Linked DNA regions of Muntiacus reevesi: region 1 is linked to region 2. Evidence: chromatin contacts called from public Hi-C data. All regions are on one chromosome and are shown on one strand. Each heading gives the region's core, a stretch centred on a gene start, on an enhancer-like site or on the middle of the called end of the contact. The rest is flanking DNA. Distances are from core to core; before and after follow the strand shown. Region 1 holds the start of NLRP13 (NLR family pyrin domain containing 13). Region 2 holds the start of LOC136157692 (leukocyte immunoglobulin-like receptor subfamily A member 6).

Region 1 (4,058 bases), core at 344-2,843, 300 kb before region 2:
TTAAAGTGTTACAAGTCACAGCAATGACCAGGCTACTTTGTTAATTACAATTTAATTAGATTTTAAAAAAATGGCTTGTATGGTTTCACTCTCATGCCTTTAAAAAATACTGCTAGTTCTTCAAGATTTATAAAAAAGACTTTTCTAAGATTAACTGAAAAATTTTGTTTGTTTGCTATCTGGTAAATTGGTAACAGACTGAAATTTAGTCTACTCTCTATGTTAAGAGAATGAAGTTTTCTTAAAATAAATCTTTCAATAACAGATTATAAATTTCTTTGCCTTTAAGTGATTTACATTTGTTTTTAAAATTTTTTGTTACTTTAGTAAGGTAAGTAAGTGCTATTTAAGATTATGGTACATGTAAAAGCTCATTCTGCTTCTACCAAAAATAACCCCTCACTGTTAGACTTGTGCTATCCTAATGTCCTTAAAACATGGCAACAGTCTACTCCTAAATTGGGTAATTAAAAATGGGTGAACAATAGCTGAAAATCAAAGAGTCGGGGCTATGGGAAATCCAAGACGGCTGCTTGGCTTTTCCCAGCTCCCTGACAAACCTCATTTTTATTTGATGGGTTAAAGCCTTCCACGGCTACAGGGTTAATGCCTCCATAATGAAAAAAATCACTGAATTTTAAGTTTTGTAAATTGTTAAGCTAAGCTTCTAGTTTTGTTAGTTAAGGTTTAGTGTTTACTAAGACTCACTTCTGAGATAATTCCTTGTGGTTATGTTACATTGCTAACAGATTTAATTAAGTTATTAAAAAAGACACCCTAAGTCTGTTTCTAAAGCTTATCTCAGTAATCTATCTTTGGATGAAGATCGGATCCCTCAAGACCTGCAACCAGGACGTCCTATGCGGGCAATTCAGCAAGCCTCCATACCCACATGGGGACAAAATGAGTCGCTTTGCCATCGAGCAGAGAATAGCTTCTCTACAGGGATCTTCAGCCTCTCCTAAAAGGGTTTTTATTGCTATGCTCGCTTTACTGTCTTGCCAGCGGCAGTTGCATTAACCCGGCGGGCGCATACTGCACAGTATGTTGATACTATGTCAAAGGGTGTCTCCTTGGCTTTGGCTGCTCGAGAGGTCGTGGCCAGAGGACTGGAGATGAAGGTGGATGCTCTGGAGGAAGCGGTGATGCATATCGGAACAGAACTGCAAGCCCTAAAAGTACAAGTTAGCATTGTTCTGCCACTCAGACTACCGGTGGGTTTGTGTAACACCCTTAAAGGTTAATGAGACTGATTACAATTGGGAAAAAAATTAAAAATCATATTTCATGGGTATGGAATAGCTCTAGCATAAGTTTAGATTTAGACAGATTGCATGGACAGATTAGAACGATAGAGCATTCCCGATTGGATTTTACTGCCGCTGGAACTGCCAGTGACTTCTTTGAAACCTTCTCCAACTTTATCTCTGCCAAAAATATTTTGTCTACTAGTCTCAGTTACGTTGCTGTAATAGCACTGATCCTTATTATTACTGTTGTCCTCCCTTGTATCGTCAGAGCTCTTCGGCAGAGCACTCAGAAGCTTGCAAATGAAATTCATCAGGCTGTTTTAAAAAATAAACAAGGGGGAGATGCCGGGAGCCGTTGTGGGAGATCCCACCCATGACGAGGTCATGAGGAAAAGACCTGACGTGCAAGGGTATTCAGGCCACAAGGGACCCTCCGGGTTGGCCCCGGCCTCTACCCCACCCTGTATCCTCCCCCCTTTTCTGCTGTTGTTCTTGTCCGTCCTGCTGGAGATTCTTGTGTTGCCTGCCAAGAGCGCTCGTGCTCCTCTTTCACTGAATGAGGACCAACTTAAAACCCTAACTACTGCAACTAATAATAATAATAATAATTAAAAAAAAGAAAATATAATTCTTTCAAAATAGAAAAAAAAAAAAAAAAAAAACCCTAACTAATGAATCTCCTGGATGCTGGTATCCTATGAAGGGGCCAGGGATGAAGGAAATGTTTCAATTCAAACCCTTTTGCTGGCATTCTGGCTTGTTTGATAAATGTGTGCTCCCATTGCAAAAAATGCTCATGATTGTTCTAAATATCATAAGCACAGTACGCTAACAAAAGAAACCATTAACCATAGGTCCCTCAGCAGGGTGAGAAAATCACCACAAATAAAATAGCCACAAATGTGCCTAATAGAAAATACTTTAGATAGAGATTAGCTGGTGACTTCTTGCAGGTAATTGACTTTTAGACTAAGAGCCTGTTTTGTGCCATATCTGCTGTTTTTGCAATCCTTTGCATTTCTGTTCTGTAAAAATGCAATCCTATCTAGTTCCCATGGAGATGATGCCTAATAGAAAGAAAATAGAATAAGCACAAAAAAGACAGAGTTGGCTACTGAAGTTGCTTAAACTTCCACCAGGTGCAAGCCATAAATGTCCACAGGCCTGAAGGCCAAAAGATATCATACATAGAGATTAACCATAAAAAAGGCCCTAATAGGCACAGAGCCCTTCGTGGGGCGAGGAAGCCCTATTACAGAACACAGAAATATTATTCTAAAAGTGGTTACAGTTAAGGCTTTAGAAAAATAAGAGTTTAGCCCTAGTGTGAAAACAAGAAGATAATTGTTAATTTTAACTAGGAGTGCTAAACAGAGGCTGCCTCACTGGAGCCGCAGCCTTTGTGTGGTCAAGCTTTTTAGATAAATTTAGCTGAGAACTTCTGCAAAAAGACTGACTTCTGTGTTAACAGGATTGTATTTCTCTTATGTTGCGACTTGCTGTATCATGAGACTGCCACTTTTCTGTTTTCTGCTAAGGTCAAGGCCAGAAGATAATGTACAAAAAATCTATGGAAAAGACTCTCATGAACAAAAAATATACAGAGCACACCTGGTTTCGTGAAGGACAAGCTGATGTAATGTTAAACTAAGTCTGTGTGGTTATCTCCCCCTTAGAAATGTACCAACTTAGGGTATAAAGGTGATGGTGAAAAATAAAGCAACCGTCAGACTCTGCTGCACATCCCGGTCTGGTCCCTCTGTCTCTCTCCTCTCTCTCTCCCCGACGCCGTTCATCCTGAGGGTTCCCCTGGATCCTGCTTGGGCAGGACCCCGGCACCCAGAGACAGGGCATGTCGGAAAATCACACACACACATCTTGGTCACAGCTTTTCCACAAAGTCTGTTGGGTTTTCCAATATGTAATCAAGAATCTGCATATACAGCTTTACCTGTTCTTTTCCAGGCCTTACATCTTGCTCTAATTGCTTCCTCATTGCTAAATTTAAAACTAATCACAACTGTCGAGTGCCTGGATCCTCAGTCTATTAAAGGCGGAAGGCAGGGCACACTGTGGGTTATTCTCAGTTATCCTTTGGTATGGATTACTAACATAACTCCACGGTGACAGGAGAACAGACTTTGTATGCTTCCAAAACCTTCAGACCATGAAATTTCTTCACCTTGTTTATCTCCCTGGATATGTTCAATCCTAGAGGAAATCAACCCTGAATATTCGTTGGAAGGACTAAAGTTGAAACTCCAACACTTTGGCCACCTGATGCGAAGAGCTGACTCATCGGGAAAGACCCTGATGCTGGCAAAGATTGAAGGCGGGAGGAGAAGGGGACGACAGAGGATGAGATGGTTGGATGGCATCACCGACTCAATGGATATGATTTGGAGCAAACTCTGGGAGTTGGTGATGGACAGGGAGGCCTGACGAGCTGCAGTCAGTGGGGTCACAAAGAGTCAGACATGACTGAGCTACTGAACAACATGTTTCAGTGTCTCCTAGTGTGTACTCTATGGGACCTTTAATAGAATTTATTCCCTGCTGTTGTGTGAAAACCGTATAAATCTGAATTGTTGAATTGGTTCATAGTGCTTTTTAGATGTACAATACCCTGCTATGGGCTTTCTCAGTGGCTCAGTAAAGAATCTGTCTGCAATGCAGGAGTTGCAGGTGATGCAGTTTCGATCCCCGGGTTGGGACGATCCCCTTGAGTAGGAAATGGCAACCGCCTCCAGTATTCTTGCCTGGAGAACCCCATGGACAGAGGGGCCTTCCAGGCTACAGTCCGTAGGG
Region 2 (4,594 bases), core at 557-3,056:
CTCACTCTGAGCAGCCAGTATACTGGGACCAGTGAGCTCAGTTATACTTGGGACCTGAAGCCCCCTCCCTTCACCCCACCCCACCCTTGACCCTGTGGGAAGCAACCTGTAAAGGTTTAGTGGGAAAGGGGGAACAGGAGGTCTCCTAGGGCCAGGAGGAGACTTCATCTCCTCTAGGCTAGGAGGCCTCGGTTACTCAGCGGACGTGGAGCTCGCCCATGTGGGTGGGGTCTGCAGGCCCCAGCTGCTCCCTGGAACAAGGACAGGAGGAGGATGTGGGGTGTGTCCGGGTCTTCACGCTGCTTTTAGCTCCATGTCGTCCCTCAAAGCCCAGAGCGTTTCACTCTTCAGTCCCCTCTCTGCACACCTAGCACTGCCTGGACCCTGGGAGGGGGTACGTGGAGTAGACGGAGAGGCACCCCCTTGTATTATCCATCTCTCCATGAGGTGGGGTAACCTGTGGCTGACGTCATGTCTCCCTTCTTCCCATGCAGCCCAGAGCTGCCCAGGGACAGGACTGAGCTGTGGGTCTAACTCCTCAGTGGGTATGGGCAGGGGGCTCGTCACCTGAGACCAGGAGCTCCAGGGGGTCGCTGGGGAGCGACAGCAGGTGGGGGGCGGTGCTCTGTGAGCTGTAGCACCTGTAGGTCCCCCCGTGGGCCGAGGTCACAGCTCTCAGGGTGAAGTTGGCCCGGACGGGCGGAGCCGTGTCCTGCAGACGCAGGTGCTGGGGAGGAGCGAGCGAGCCCTCCTTGGACAGATGGAAGGTGTCTGAGCGGACCTCAGAGCGACACTGCAGGGTCACGTTCTCTCCCTGGGGCACTGAGGCCCCCGGGTGGGCGGAGAGGGAGGGTTTCCTGTGCATTCCTGGGGGAGGACGGGGTGATGAGCAGAGAGCCCCTCCCCACACCCCGGACCCTGAGCTGAGGGGCCTCCCTGTGAGCCCTCCCAGCTCCTCTCAGCCCATCTGTGTGGGTCTCCTTAGTCTTCGTGCCTCTCACTCCTGTTTTCACGTTGCTCCCCTAGACCCCTGCCCCACCTGGCCTCTGCTCCAGGACCCTCTCCCTGGACCCGTCACCACCAGGGCCGACCCTAGTCCAGCGCCCTGAGCAGACAGTCGGGACCTGGGCCGGGACAGGGGCTCCTCACCCGCGACCAGGATGTCCAGGGGGGCGCTGGGGGCCGACCATGCGTGGGAGAGGTTGTGCCCACGATAGCATCTGTACTGGCCCCCGTGGGCGTGGCTCACGTGGCCCAGGGGGAAGTCGGGGCTCTGCTGCCCTTCTAGGCGGCGGGGCGGGCTGAGCCGCTCGTCCTTGGTCAGAGCGAAGCTGCCAAAGCCGGCCTCTGACAAAGGCTGGAGGGTCAGGTTGTCTCTGGGGAGCACGAGTGAGCCGGGCTGGGCGGAGGGGGAGGGTTTTCCTGTACACTCTGGGAGTGAGGGGCTGTGTTAAAGGGGGACCTCCACCCCAGTGACCCCAGGTGTGGGCTGAGAGGGCAGGGGGCCCCCGAGCCCACACTCTGCTCCTCTGCCCGTGGGGAGGCTCCCCTCCCTCTTACCTGTCACCACCAGGGGCAGGGGGGGTCACTCCAGCCTGACCAGCGGTTCCTGCTGCGATACGCACACTGATACTGCTCGGCGTCACTTGAGCTCGTGTATTCAAAGTGGAACCCGGCCTTGTTCCTGGAGCCCTGAGGGGCCTGAGCCTCCCAGGATCCAGAGCCGCTCTCTTTATACAGACCGTAGACATCTGCCAGCAGAGACCCCTGACACCAGATGGTCACCGGGCTCCCCTGGGCGACCATGGTGCCTGGGTCAGCCCGGATGGAGGGTTTGGGGAGAACCTCTGGAAAGGAATCAGACCTGAGGAGTCAGGGCGCCTTCTCCCCCAGGTTCCCCAGCTGTCACCCGCCCCTCCCAGACGGGCCACCAGCGGCCCCGGCCTGCTGTGCTCCCCAGTGACCAGGGGTGGTTGGTGGAAGCAGGAGGTCTGGGGGCTCACCTGGCTGTCCCTGGTCCTCCAGGCCCCAGCACAGCCCTGGAAGAGAGTTCCCTGTGAGCACCCAGCTCCACCACATGTCCTGGACTCTCCAGGTCTGCTCTGCGTCCTGAGGGCTGGGGTCAGATCTGGGCTGTGGACATTCCCCTCTCCCCCAAGAAAGTCTGTCCCCACCGAGCCTCCTGTGTCCTGGGGCCTCTGTCTCTGTGCCTTGGACAGAATACCATTTGAAAACAGTGAATGGTATTTTTGTTTATCCACTCATCAGTGATAGACATTCGGATCGCTGTCCTTGTTTGTCTCTGTGGCTACCTCATGAACACACTCGCATACACGTTTGAGCATGTTGGCAGCTTTTCGTTTTTTAATTGTGGTAGGAGTGCATCTGCTCTCTGTGCCGCCTGGGACATTGCGCGGTGTGGTCAGCCACAGGTGCGCGGTGCTGCAGCGGGTCTCCAGAGCCTCTTCATCTTGCAAACTGAAACTGCGCCGCGAAGTGGGCCTTCCAGGTCCAGTGCTAACTCGGGCTTGCTCCTTGAGGAAGTGCCGACTTGCTTTGCACAGTGGTGGAGCCATTTCCCATCCTCACCTGCAAGGTCACGGCTTCAGGCTTCTCCACGGCCTCATCACCAGCTGTTAATTTCTCAAATCATGGTCTCTCTCATTGGGTTCAAACGGTATCTCATTGTGGTTTAACTTTCATTTCCCTAATGACAGATGTTCTAAACATCCTTTCATGTGCTAGCATCCACTTGTATATCTTCTGTGTAGAAATATGTAAGCCTTTGACCGTTTTAAAAATATCAGGTCATTTCTTGTTATTGAGTTAAAGATATTCTTCATGTATCAGGATACTATACTCTGACTAGACGATGCGCTAATATTTTTTTTTCAAATTTTGTTGGCTGTCTTTTATACTCGGGAGAGTGTTTTTGAGGTACCACCAAGTTAAATTTTGGTGAAATTCATCTTTTTTCCCCCACTTTCCTTCTGCTCCTTTTCCTGTTGTAGCAAAGAATCTATTGTCAAGTCAACATGATGAAGACTTACTTTGTGTTTTCTCTTAGAGGATTTTAGCTATCACATGGATCCATTCTGAGCTGATCTTTTTATGCGGTGCGTGTCACAGCGAGCTTCGTTCTTCTGTGGGTGGATATCTACATTTCCCAGCTCCGTTTGTCTCAGAGAATGTCGTTTCCCCCTTAGAGAGCCTGGGGTTGAGATGGACATCCGATCATGCAGGTGGGCGTGAGGATCCTGCCAGCTCCTCAGGGCGGAACTGTGTAGGTCTGAGCTGGGAGCCGGGCGTAGGAGCAGGCTGGTTCCTGGAGTCAGATACGTCATTGGTTTAGACCTTTGCCCTAATCCCGTGTTTTAGGTAAATGCCTGCATGAGCCTGGAGCACCCTCAGGAAAGAGGAGATGACTCCCACCTAATAGTTTCGTGATGGAGTGCGTGCATGTGGAGCGCGTGTGGAGTGCGTGCGTGTGGAGCGTGTGTGTGTGTAGCGCATGGTGTGCCCGCGTGTGGAGCGCGTGTGTGTGGAGCGGGTGTGGAGCGCGTGCATGTGGAGCGAGTGCGTGTGGAGCGCGTGGTGTGTGTGCATGTGGAGCGCGTGCGTGTGGAGCGCGTGATGTGTGTGCGTGTGGAGCGCGTGGTGTGCGTACATGTGGAGCGCGAGCGGAGTGCGTGTGGAGCACCTGTGGAGCGCGTGGAGCGCATGCGTGTGGAGCGCGTGGTGTGCGTGTGTGTGGAGAGCGTGTGGAGCGCGTGTGGAGCGCGTGTGGAGCGTGTGGAGCGCGTGGCGTGCGGGCGGCACCCATGTGGGCGGGGCCCCAGGAGGCACCCCGGAAGTGCTGGCGGCACGGCGGGGTGCACCCACTGCTCCGGGCAGAGCCGCTCCTGGATGGTGGCCAGTGCGATCAGACAGGCTTCTGCCTGGCCTTAATGCGTTCCGGTCACCGTCTGACATGTGAGCTTCAGGCCCTGCATTCTGGGTTTTCACTGTTCCCCTGGAGTATGTAGCTGATCCCGCCTCTGCAGCTGTGCTTCTGTGTTTGATCGGCTCGTTCTAGTCCGTCGCTCCGAGGACCTGTGGGCAGGAATTCCAGAGGAAAGAGATGCCCTTCCTTCATGAGCGTTCTCCTCCACCCACTCCCCTCACTGGGGACCAGATACAGCCCCGGCTTCCTGATAGGGTTCAGTCTGGAACAAAACATTCTGTGAGCCCACCCTACTGCCTAATAGGGTTGAACCCCTCATGTCCACAGTGGCGGCCTCCAGCCAGATTGAGATGCTTGATTTTTATGTTCAGAAACTCACATGGGCCCCATTTAAATTCTGCACCGCAACGTCCAGTTGTAGAGTGCGTGTCTGAGGCCCCACTCCCCCCGGGCAGGGGCTCATCATCTGGCTGGACTCAGTGATGCCGATCGGGCAGCTGAGGTCATGGTATGTGGAAACACGTTGAGAGTGTGTGGAGGGTTTGCCATGACTGATGGACGGCCACTTTGCTGTGAATCGGCCCCTACGCAAGGGTTGGCTTCCCCAGCCTGCTTCAGCCCCGCCTCACTCAGGTGAGAAGCTAGGGAGGG

The links. A called contact is a pair of places that touch in the nucleus more often than the background predicts.
Region 1: a Hi-C map of blood shows a contact between it and region 2, with 3 times the contacts expected there. The contact joins the promoter of NLRP13 here to the promoter of LOC136157692 in region 2. A contact is called at or near these places in 2 of 3 Hi-C or Micro-C datasets (blood and muscle).

What each region holds. Positions count from the first base shown.
Region 1 is chr2:278,326,266-278,330,323 of mMunRee1.1, reverse strand. It overlaps NLRP13 (NLR family pyrin domain containing 13), which reads left to right and starts at 1,593. Exons shown (of 10, transcript XM_065919500.1): 1 at 1,593-1,660. The coding sequence starts at 1,593.
Region 2 is chr2:278,028,359-278,032,952 of mMunRee1.1, reverse strand. It overlaps LOC136157692 (leukocyte immunoglobulin-like receptor subfamily A member 6), which reads right to left and starts at 1,806. Exons shown (of 4, transcript XM_065919497.1): 1 at 1,590-1,806; 2 at 1,150-1,431; 3 at 568-867; 4 at 193-251. The coding sequence starts at 1,806. The coding sequence ends at 193.